Regions from separate parts of the Macaca mulatta genome. Here region 2 is linked to region 1. The links are chromatin contacts, called in public Hi-C maps. All regions are on one chromosome and are shown on one strand. Each heading gives the region's core, a stretch centred on a gene start, on an enhancer-like site or on the middle of the called end of the contact. The rest is flanking DNA. Distances are from core to core; before and after follow the strand shown.

Region 1 (5,546 bases), core at 771-3,270:
GGAGTGACTTGCGTGCTGGGAGATAAGCTACTTGCTGTGACTGCTGTGGGTGTGCCTGCCTACCAGGCACCCGATCTTGCAAGACTGCCATTAAAAATCTTGTTTCCTGGCCGGGCACAGTGGCTCACGCCTGTAATCCCAGCACTCCGGGAGGCTGAGGCAGGCGGATCACGAGGTTGGGAGTTCGAGACCAGCCTGACCAACATGGAGAAACCCCGTCTCTACTAAAAATACAAAATTAGCCAGGCATGGTGGTGCATGCCTGTAATCCCAGCTACTAGGGAGGCTGAGGCAGGAGAATCGTTTGAACCCAGGAGGTGGAGGTTGCGGTGAGCCGAGATTACGCCATTGCACTCCAGTCTACGTGACAAGAGCAAAACTCTGTCTTTAAAAAAAAAAAAAAAAAGAAAAGAAAAAGAAGAAAGTCTTGCTTCCGCTGTTCTGTGTGTCTCCAAGTCCATTCTTTGGGTTTGGACGGGTGAATGTGTGTTTCTCACAATGGGTAGACAGATACTAAGCTGCCGTCCACCCACACCATGCAGACCACTCAGCAGCAAACAGAGCAAACATTACACTGAGCAAAAGGCCAGTCGAAAAGGTCACAATTCTACGATTCCATGTATATGACATTCTTATGACAAATTCTTTAAATGGAGGACAAATTAGAGGTTCCCAGGGGTTAGGGACCAGGGTGGGGAGATGGGCTGGAAGGGCAAATGTGGCTAGAAAAGGGCAAAGGGCAGATCCTCGCGGTTGTGGAACTGTTCAGTACAGCAACACGGCAGGGACGGGAGCCCTCGGGGCAAACCTGCACAGAACTCCGATCAATCAATCCGTCTCTCTCACACACACGTACAGGTAAACCTCAGGCAACCTGAGTTAAGACTGGTCAGCGATACCGTGTCCACATCCTGGCTGTGACGTTCTATTAAGGGCACAGTTCTCCAATGTGTTACCACTGGAAGAGAGGAGGAGACTGGCCAAAGTGTACAAGGGGCTCTCAAGGATTTCTTACAACTGTAAGTGAAGACACAAATTATTTTTTAAAAAGCTCAAATTATTTAAAAAAAAAAAAAAGTCCAAAAAGGAAAGAGTCCAATATTGATAATTTCATATGGCTTTATCTACTATCAACTCACTTTATCCTGACAATGATCCCACGGAGTAGGTATCATTATTATCTCCCCTTTGCAGATGAGAAAATTGAGGCCCCAGGGGTGTGAGAAATTTAGTCAAGGTCACATTGACTAAATGTGGGGCCAAGACTTGAAACCAGGCTGGCTCCAGAGCCCACACTCTTCACCACGATCAGTCTTGAAACTGGAAATGTAAAAACCATGAATATGCACCTGCTATTATTATGGCTTAAAAATCTCCATACAATGTAACTCTAGAGGACTTAAAACGGAACACTAAAGACCTACGATCCAGCCGCATCTCATTTTAGTTCTCAGTCAAAAAAACGACACAACCAATTGGATTCCACTCCCACAATGGTGCCAGGAGCCCCCAATGCCAAGGCCGGCTGGTGTGGACAGGCCACCTATCACTCTGATCAGGCGAGTCTCCTAACCTTGGCCTTCTTCCAGTGAACACACCCGCCCCGTTCGTGTTTTTGGGCTGAGGGCGGAGAAGGTGCAGTTATTTGTTTCCTGTTTTTGGTGTTTCTTAAGGGTGGGGTGCTACTTGTTTGTTTTCTCTGATCTAAAGTGAAAGAGAAGGCTCGAGGGAGTAAAGGCAACTAAGCAAACTTCAGAACTGAGGTGAGCATGGGGAGGAGCTGGAAGGAAAACCAGGCTTCCTTCTTCAATGCAAATGTTTCTTTTTACTACAGGAAAAAATGAAACAGGAAACAAAATCAATGTTCCTAAACAGTTCTCTTTATACCATTTAGCAGAAGAAGGTGCAAAGTGGATGAATGCAGAATGAGAACGAGAAGAAATGATTTCACACAACCGTTCTTCCCTTTCCACAACGCCTGCCCTGATAGGAATCAAACTCCTTTGCTGAAGAACAAAAGCCAACTATGGAAGGCAGGAGAACCTTCAGTCCTCAGAGAAGGCATCCAACTCCTGCCAGAACCTTCCCTTCCTCACCAGATCCAGCGGAATGGCAAAAACAATTTGTGTTTGAAAGTAAACAGACACACAGCTATAATGAAAAAAAAAAAGGAAGCTGTAGATCAGAAACTGGGAAATACCTTAAAATTAGGAGGACAAAGGCATGAAATCAAACCAGAGAAAGTGACGCAAAAGCCAACAGGGAGAAGAGTCCCAATAACACAGCAGGAGAAGCTGCAGGAAGGACAGACAACACAGGACTGTGCAATACCTGCCTCCCTCCCACAGGAGGCTCCACAGGCCCCCAGCCAGCGCCGGCCGAGTTCACAAGCTCCCTGAGCAACAAACGCCAACTCCCTGCTTGGCTTCACTAAAACAAGCCTTGAAAGGGAACGAGAAGCTCTGATGGTCACTTAAACATCACACACACACACAAATCTGAAATCCTGACCAACAAAGACATAAGACCAACCTTTCAGAAAGCGTAAATCAGGCACACAGATGACCAATTTACTTCTAGCTCTTAGTAAACCCACAGAATTCCAATCAGCACCACACTCTCATGGCAAAACTCAAAAGAAACCATGAATATATTGTGATCTACTTGTCTCTGGAGCTCACTGCTGGCCTCACCATTTTATGATCAGTGTCATGGACACTGCGAAACAGAGAAGATGGAGAAATCTGGGAAGCAGCCGTTTCATTCAGTGTGAAGCTCCTACTCAACAATCACTTAGTTATGTGGGACCTCTCCCAACACTCACTGTCTGTTTCATAAAATGAATAACCCAAGTGGCAGCGGACGTCAGGACACCTGTCACCAGCCTGTCTTTTGCTAAGCAGGAACCTCAGAATCAGATACAACTCCATGAAGAACCATCTCTTGGTACGCAACCAGGTCTTCAATCAGTCAATCAACTCAGCAGAGGTGCATGATACAAGATCAATATACAAAAGTCAGCCGTATCATCATCATACACAAGCAATGAACAATCTGAAAAAATGAAGGAAACATTTCCATTTAAAACAGCATCAAAAAGAATATTTAGCAACAAATTTAACCAAAGATGTGTAAAACTTGCACCCTGTAACCACAAAACACTGTTGAAAGAAACTGAAGACCTACATAAGTGGGGGGAAAATCCCACATTCATGGATCAAAAGACATAGTATCTTTACAACGGCAACACTCCCAAGGTGGCCTAAGGATTCGGTGCAGGGACTATCAGATTTCCAACTCCGTTTTCAAAATTGATCCAAAAATCTATATGGAACTGTAAACCTCTTACATACTACAACTTACAGAACCATACAAGTTTTTCTTAAAACTTTTTTGAGAGTAGAAAAGACATAATTGAAATGTCTAGGGGCTGGGGTGGTGGCTCACGCCTGTAGGCACAGCACTTTAGGAGGCCAAGGCGGGAGGATCACTTGAGGTCAGGAGTTTGAGACCAGCCTGGCCAACGTGGCGAAACCCCATCTCTACAATAAATACAAAAAAATTAGCTCGTTGTGGTGGCGCACACCTGTAATCCCAGCTACTCGGGAGGCTGAGGCAGAAGAACTGCTTGAACCCAGGAGGCAGAGGTTACCGTGAGCTGAGATCATGCCACTGCACTCCAGCCTGGGAGACAGAGTGTGCCTCCAAAAAAAAAAAGTCTAGTAATCATATGATACCAGATTTTTCTAAAATGATTATTTTTACTTTGAAGTATTAAGGGGGGGGAATAAAACAAGGGCACTGATTTGACTTTTTTTTTAAAACCTCTTTAGTTTGAAAGGTCTAAAATTCTTCAATATCGGCCACGTGCAGTGGCTCATGCCTCTAATCCCAGCACTTTGGGAGGCCAAAGCAGATGTATCACCTGAGGTCAGGAGTCTGAGACCAGCCTGGCCAACATGGTGAAATCCCATTTCTAATAAAAATACAAAAATTAGCCGAGTGTGGTGGTGGGCGCCTGTAATCCCAGCTACTCGGGAGGCTGATGGGAGAATCACTTGAACCCAGGAGGCAGAGGTTGCAGTGAGCCAAGATCGTGCCACTGCACTACAGCCTGGGCAGCAGAGTAAGACTCCATCTCAAAAAAATAGATTAATTAATTAAAATAAAATTCTTTGGCCAGGCACAGTGGCTCACGACTGTAATCCTAGCACTTCGGGAAGCCGAAGCGGGCGGATCACAAGGTCAGGAGAGCAAGACCATCCTGGCTAACACAGTGAAACCCCGTCTCTACTAAAAATACAAAAAATTTAGCCAGGCGTGGCGGTGTGCGCCTGTAATCCCAGTTGCTGGGGAAGCTGAGGCAGGAGAATGGTGTGAACCCGGGAGGCGGAGCTTGCAGTGAGCAGAGACTGTACCACTGCACTCCAGCCTGGGTGACAGAGCAAGACCCCATCTCTAAATAAATAAATAAATAAACTTCTTCAATAACAAACACAACATTCTTCCCTTTAAAAATACACCACTGTCATAGGCCGGTCATGGTGGCTCACACCTGTAATCCCAGCACTTTGGGAGGCCGAGGTGGGTGGATCACAAAGTCAGGAGTTCGAGACCAGCCTGGCCAACATAGTGAAACCCCGTCTCTACTAAAAATACAAAAATTAGCCAGGTGTGGCGGCGGGCACCTGTAATCCCAGCTACTCTGGAGGCTGAGGCAGGAGAATCACTTGAACCCAGGAGGCAGAGGTTGCAGTGAGCCAAGATCGTGCCACTGCACTACAGCCTGGGCGACAGAGCAAGACTCCACCTCAAAAAAATAAAATAAAATAAAAATACACCACTGTCCCTGAATGTGTAGTGTTCTTTTGATTTAGAATATGAGCCCACAATGATTTGTACAGCTCAACGTCTGAGATGCAACGAACAGAATGTAAATGGGGGTTGGGGGAGGGAAGGGACTACACAGCTCCCGAGAGAACAGCGACATCCCTGAAGCGTGGGATTCTCACTCTCATGCTCAGACATTCTAGTACACAGCAGGTGCGCTGTCCTTTAATAAGGACAAAAGTCAACAAATGCCCCTTGGATGAATGGCGGACTGGCACGCATTCCACACTGCAGGCTCTGTCCCCGCCCAGCTAGACTTGTCCACCATCTTGAAACACTACTTTTCCATTTTATTAACGCAACCTGATGGCCGGCCACTGTAACAAAAGAAACATCACCAAAATGATTCTATTTCTTCCTTAAGACAGAACGGAGTCTGCTCCTTACATATGACCTTACACAGTTTCTTTCTGAGAGTCATCATGTTCATCAGCCCTGCCTGTGCTCTCCTCTTGCCACTGTGCTTCCTCCTATGTCACAAAGGAAGCCCCTGTAAGCCTTGGAAGTGGGTGTGCAGGTGGAGAAACAGAAATGGCCACTCCGGGCTCAACCTATCCATCCCAGCCTCCTCCTAAGACCAAGGCGCCGCTGACTCAACCCTGCTTCCGGACGCCAGGGTTTACATCTGCTCCTTCCTCCTGTTTGCATTCAGTGAA
Region 2 (5,546 bases), core at 2,028-4,527, 70 kb after region 1:
TCAAAACACTTATTTTGGCAACAAAATGCAGATTATTTTCTGAACCAGCATTTACTGATACTCTCTAATTATGTTATTTAATTGATGATGGGCTCACTGCCCATATGCAAAATAACTCTCCTCTTATATTTGATGAAGCATAACCTTTCTATGTCAAATCTACCTTAAAAGGCACAAAAAGAGGCTAGGCACGGTGGCTCATGGCTGTAATCACAGCACTTTGGAAGGCCAAGGTGGATGGATCACAAGGTCAGGAGTTCAGGACCAGCCTGGCCAACATGGTGAAACCCCGTCTCTACCAAAAATACAAAAATTAGCCAGGTGTGGCGGTGGGCGCCTGTAATCTCAGCTACTCAGGAGGCTGAGGCAGACAATTGCTTGAACCCGGGAGGTGGAGGTTGCAATGAGCCAAGATAGCGCCACCACACTCCAGCCTGGGCAACAGAGCAAAACTCTAAAAAAATAAAAATAAAATAAAATAAAAAGGGGCACAAAAACTTATTGGAAAAATATTCTCCAATACAAACAGCATAGTTTCGTTAACTCTATTTATAGGGACTTCTACTTGTCACGGTATCAACACTGTAATTACAGCTAACATGGCGGCCACTTAGCAGCAGCAGCCCATCTGGGTGGGTGTGATGAAAGGCATTGCTGGTATGGGGTGACCAGCATGGCCGGTCGAGAGAAAAGCATCTGACGGTGGCAATGCAAGTTACAAGGCTGACACAAATTAGAGCTGCAAAAGAGGAACTCAGGTTTTAAAGGTGACACCTTTAAAAACGAACTTCTGGTAAATTGTGTTATGTATATTTTACCACAGTAAAAATAAAACAGAAGAAAAAGCTGCTGAAAGTTTCAAGTTTGGGTCAAATTTAGCAATATCTTGTAGGGAGGGAACTTTTCAACAAACTCAAGAGGCATCACAAAGAACAGAGAAAACGTCATAGCAACTTGGTCTTTGTTCCCTCCCATCCCATTCCATTCAGATGGCCAGCCTATCAAATGAGATCCTGCTCTTCGGGGAGAAACTACAGAAAGAGGAGAACAACAGCTGAATGGAGGGTGGGGGAGGCCACGCCAACTATACGAGGTCACAATGAAGGCTGAGCAAGACATCCGCCCCCCCACCTTTTTTTTTCTAGTTTAACTACTGTTGCAGAGTAAAATCAGAGGACTTCTGTAATCATTCCCTAACAGAACTCGAAGTCTTCCAGGGCAGCCAATACTCACCAAGAGAAATCAAGGTCTCAGAAAAACCAAAAAAACAGTCTCAGGGTCTCTGATTTTGAACTATCCACGTTATGACATAGACTAGGTCTGCACACAACAAAAACAGTAACTGTTTCGATGGCACTTTTTCCACAAGTAATATCATCTTGTATGTTTGGCTGAGTAAGTGTCAACATCCCAAAAACGATCAAAAGATTCTCTAAGTTTGGCAGTTCAACCACTGTGCACACTTTTATTTCTCATTTCAAGCGTTAAGGATATTGCTCAAATGACTGCATAAAACTCTCTCCTCGTATAAGAAAGCCTGAAATCTAATTTCTCTACCAAAAACCCTGTTCTTGCAAATGGATACAAAACTACTTATAACCTACAAAAACCATGAATCCCAAGCATGTTACATCTTAACTGTGTAGAAGGAAAACACTTTTAAAGCATAGGGAACTGTGAGACCAGCTTCATCTTCCCAAGCCTCTTCCAAAACTTCTTGGAAGCTGGTATACAAGACTAACCTTCCAAAAACACAACAGAACAGAAAATCTTAACGGGGCACTGCGAAAAGAGCAGGCATCGAGAAACATCAAGACTACCCCCTCCAACCTTCCCAAACGACACAAATACAACAGTTAACAGTACAATCCCTCTTTGAGAGGGGACTGAATCAATGTGGCAGGGCCAACCCTACACACACACACACACACACACACACGCACGCGCGCGCGCACACACATACACCACACACACAGCTACCGCCCTGCCAGGGGATGATGAAATGAGGAACGGAAATTAACATTTCAGGCAACGTCTCACATTGTTCCTTGAGGCCAAGGGCTGCTGTTGCAGCCGCCACCGCCACCGCTTTCCTCCCAGCCACCCCCCTCCACCGGCCCGCCTACCCTCCCCCTAACACCCCCCACACGGCTGCCCGCATTCCTGCCCCTCCTCGGCCTACGCGCGCCTCCTGCAACCCCGACGCCCCCAGGTCCCCAGTTCGCCCGCCCCCTCCGGCTCGGAGCCCGAGAGCCGCCTGCTCTCATTTCAAAACAGCGATAATAATAGGGACGCTGAGAATAACAACTACGACCAGCAGCGGGAAGGCGCCCCTCTCGCGGGTCAGAGGTCGGCGCCTCCGCTCCGCAGCACCCGGCGCCCCTTGGCAGCCCCCTCCCGGCAGCCTCAGGTCCCCAAGACCTCCAGGCCCGCCCCGGAGCCCCCCGTCCGCCTCTCACCGCCGCCTCGGGCCCCCGAGGCCCGCCCCGGAGTCCCCCGGCCGCCTCTCACGGCCGTCCCGGGCCCCCGGGCCCCCCAGGCCCGCTCCGGAGCCCCCAGTCGCCCCCTCACCGCCGCCGCGGGCCCCCGGCCACCCAGGCCCGCCCGGAGCCCCCGTCCGCCCCTTACGGCCGCCTCGGGCCGCCGGACCCCTCTCACGGCCGCCCCGACCTCCCAGGCCCGCCCCGGAGCCCCCTATTGGCCCCTCACGGCCACCCCGGGCCCCCAAAGACCCCCGGCCGTCCCGAACCCGGACACGCAGGTCCGCCCCGGGTCCCATTATTGGCCCCTCAGGACGGCCCCGGGCCCCGAAAGACCCCCGCCCACCCGGCTCCGGCCCCCAGGCCTGCCCCGAGGCCCGCGGCGCAGCTCCGCCACCGGGGAAGGCCTGCAGGCCGCAAGGCCGCGCAAGTACCCCGTGCCCGCCCCGACCACCGCCCCCAGGCCAGCGGCGCCTCTCACCGGGCTCCGAGGGCTGCGCGGCTCCGCGGCGGCTCAGCGGCGGGGCGCGGGCGCTGCCCATGCAGCCCGCGGCCGCGTTTCCCGGGCCGCGCGGCCCGAGCGGGAAGGCGGCGGCGGCGGCGGCGCGGGCTCGGGCCCGGCAGACCTGCGAGGGCCGGCGGGAAGCGAGCCCGCCCCTCGGGCGCGCCCACGGTTAGGGCGAGCGCCGCGGCTCCCGGTGCGGACGCTACTGAAGGGGCGTCTGGCCGCGGGCTCGGCGGCGGCGCCTCCCCGGCTGAGGCCCTCGGTCCATCGCGCACCGTCTCAGGGCGGCCTCTGGCTCCAGGACCCAGCGGCGGCTGCGGCGGGCGCCGGCCGCATGAGACGCTCCCGCCCATTGGCCCGCCGTATCCGCCACCGCCATTGGCCCGCCCCGGCCGGCCGCAGGGGCTGCGCACGTCACAGCATCGGGAGTTAGTGCGCTAATGGAGTGAAGGGGAGAGGCGGGATTGACAGCCTCTGTGGCGGCCCGGAGGCGGGACTAGGAGGACGTCACGGTAACGATTGGGCAGGGTCCTGCGTGAGGGCGCACGCGACACTGGAAGTAGCGAGCAACTGGATTGGCCTCCTCCGTCGCAAAGGAGGGTGGGTCTTGCATTCTCGGGCCTGACGATTGGTCTTTCCAAGTGCCGGAAGCAACGGGGATGTGCTCTGGGAACAAAATCTGGTATTGAACTGCTGCGAGACAAAACGTCCGCCTCCAGGGGCCGGAGCGGCGGTTGCCTGTCGAGTACCCGTGGTCTTTTGCCGGCACCCGGGCATCTCGGGCCACGTCCGGCTCGGCCCCCGGAAGGCCCGGCCTTCGGCCGCGTTGTCCTGGAGGGCGTCACGGGGCATGAAGAGCCCTGGGCGGCGGCCAGGGGAGGGGACCGGGACATCGGGGCGGTCGCTCGGGGCTCCCGCGCGGTGACTCTTGCTCTGCCATCGAAGAGAACGGCCCTCGGGCGCGCCGCAGCCCCTGCCTTGGTAGTTAATCCTCCAACACGCGAAACAGGTAGATGAGAACTGGTTTCCTTTGCAGCTAAAATTAAGCTTCTGGTAAGTGTGGATCCTGTTCTAAGTGCACCTGTGTTTTCCTCCAGAACTAAACCAAAAAAGTAAGGTGAACAAAATCGGTGCCCCTTTCAGTTTCTTTTTCAATTCTGCATGTTACTGGGGGCTAAGACAACTGGTTAGCACGCTATTTACAAGCCTCAATTTACGAAATAACGGAATTGCAAAGTCCAGAGTAAATAGGACGTGAGGACGGCCTTTTCAGTTGGGCAACACGCAGTGTGGTTGAAAGATCAGTTGTTAAACCGCCCCTATTCAAATCCCAGCCCTACCAGTGACTAGCGGTCACCCTGCAGGCTTTGTCTCTCAGATCTTCAGTTTCTTGATGGGTAAAATGGGAACTACAAGTAGCACCTTTTTCTTTTTCTTTTTTTTTTTTTTTTTTTTTTTTTTGAGTCAAGGTCTCACTCTGTCGCCCATGCTGGAGTGCAGTGCTAACTGCAGCCTCCGCTTCCCGGGCTCAGAGGATCCTCCCACCTCAGCCTACTAAGTAGCTAGGACCACAGCCAGGCATCACCATGCCCGCCTAATTATTAAAGTTTTCGTAGAGACAGGATCTCTCTGTGTTGCCCAGGCTGGTCTTGAAATCCTGGACTCAAGCGACCCTCCCTCCTCGGCTTCTCAAAGTGCTGGGATTAGAGGCATGAGCCACGGTGCCGGCCAGGAGCACCTATTTCATAGGCCCATAGGGAAGATTAAATGAAGGGGCTGTGTGTTCCACGGTGCTTGGCACGTATGGGAGCTCTGTGGAAACATTAGTTATGCTGTAACTGGACCTTCAGCCTTCTCTAGGCAGCCAGATTTCCGGCTCCACCCACAGCTAGTCACGTCATTGGACGAGGGGTGAGCGCCTGATAAAAACAGCCAATGTATGGGCTGATCTGCGTTCGTGAAAAGGTGATCCAAGGGTTTCCATATTTGCCTCACTGGAAGAAGTATCTGCTAAAATGGACGAAATTCAGAGTCCTGGACCCCATCATCACCTATTGAACTATTCTAGATGAGAGGGAACTAGGCATTGGTATTTTTTTATTTTGGGCCCTTACAATACTCATCATTGGGAAAATTTGAAAAACGTCAACCTAAGCAGTCAAGCTCGCACTCGGCAATGTTTCCCCTAGGCTGAGGGGCAGTGGCGCTCACAGGTGCGGTCAGCGCAGTCCAGCTTCAAACTCCTGGGCTCAAGTGGTCCTCCCGCCTGAGGAGCTGAGATTACAGGCATGCACCACCATGCTCAGCTATCAAGCGAATTTAAAGTACAAAATATTAATATGAATAAGCAGGCAGTTGGCCTCGGAAACAGAATCTGAAAATACACTAAGGTAAAAGCAAACTGCATTTCGACAGAAGTAGAACCTATATGATAGAGAAAAGAAATGCAGAGTAAAGGGAAAGAAGCCAGGAAATGCATTAATTAGAAAATCTTGGCCGGACGTGGTGGCTCATGCCTGTAATCCCAGCACTTTGGGAGGACAAGGCGGGCGAATCATGAG

The links. A called contact is a pair of places that touch in the nucleus more often than the background predicts.
Region 2: a contact with region 1 is called in a Hi-C map of blood, with 2.5 times the contacts expected there. The contact joins the promoter of ANKRD11 here to the enhancer-like site in region 1. A contact is called at or near these places in 4 of 14 Hi-C or Micro-C datasets (CD4 T cells, blood, cortical neurons and 1 more).

The regions. Positions count from the first base shown.
Region 1 is chr20:84,854,786-84,860,331 of T2T-MMU8v2.0, forward strand. The region is part of intron 1 of ANKRD11 (ankyrin repeat domain containing 11); the gene reads right to left. Among named protein-coding and RNA genes, the nearest start is that of ANKRD11, 69 kb to the right of the region's middle. Within about 2 kb of position 2,021, at least 7 of the 40 cell types and tissues checked have an H3K27ac peak or open chromatin away from gene starts, as enhancers often do. A contact at or near this core is called in CD4 T cells and blood, where this site is marked.
Region 2 is chr20:84,923,444-84,928,989 of T2T-MMU8v2.0, forward strand. ANKRD11 (ankyrin repeat domain containing 11) reads right to left here and starts at 3,278. Exons shown (of 13, transcript XM_077986803.1): 1 at 2,962-3,278. LOC144338210 (a long non-coding RNA gene) reads left to right here and starts at 3,660. Exons shown (of 3, transcript XR_013412173.1): 1 at 3,660-4,038.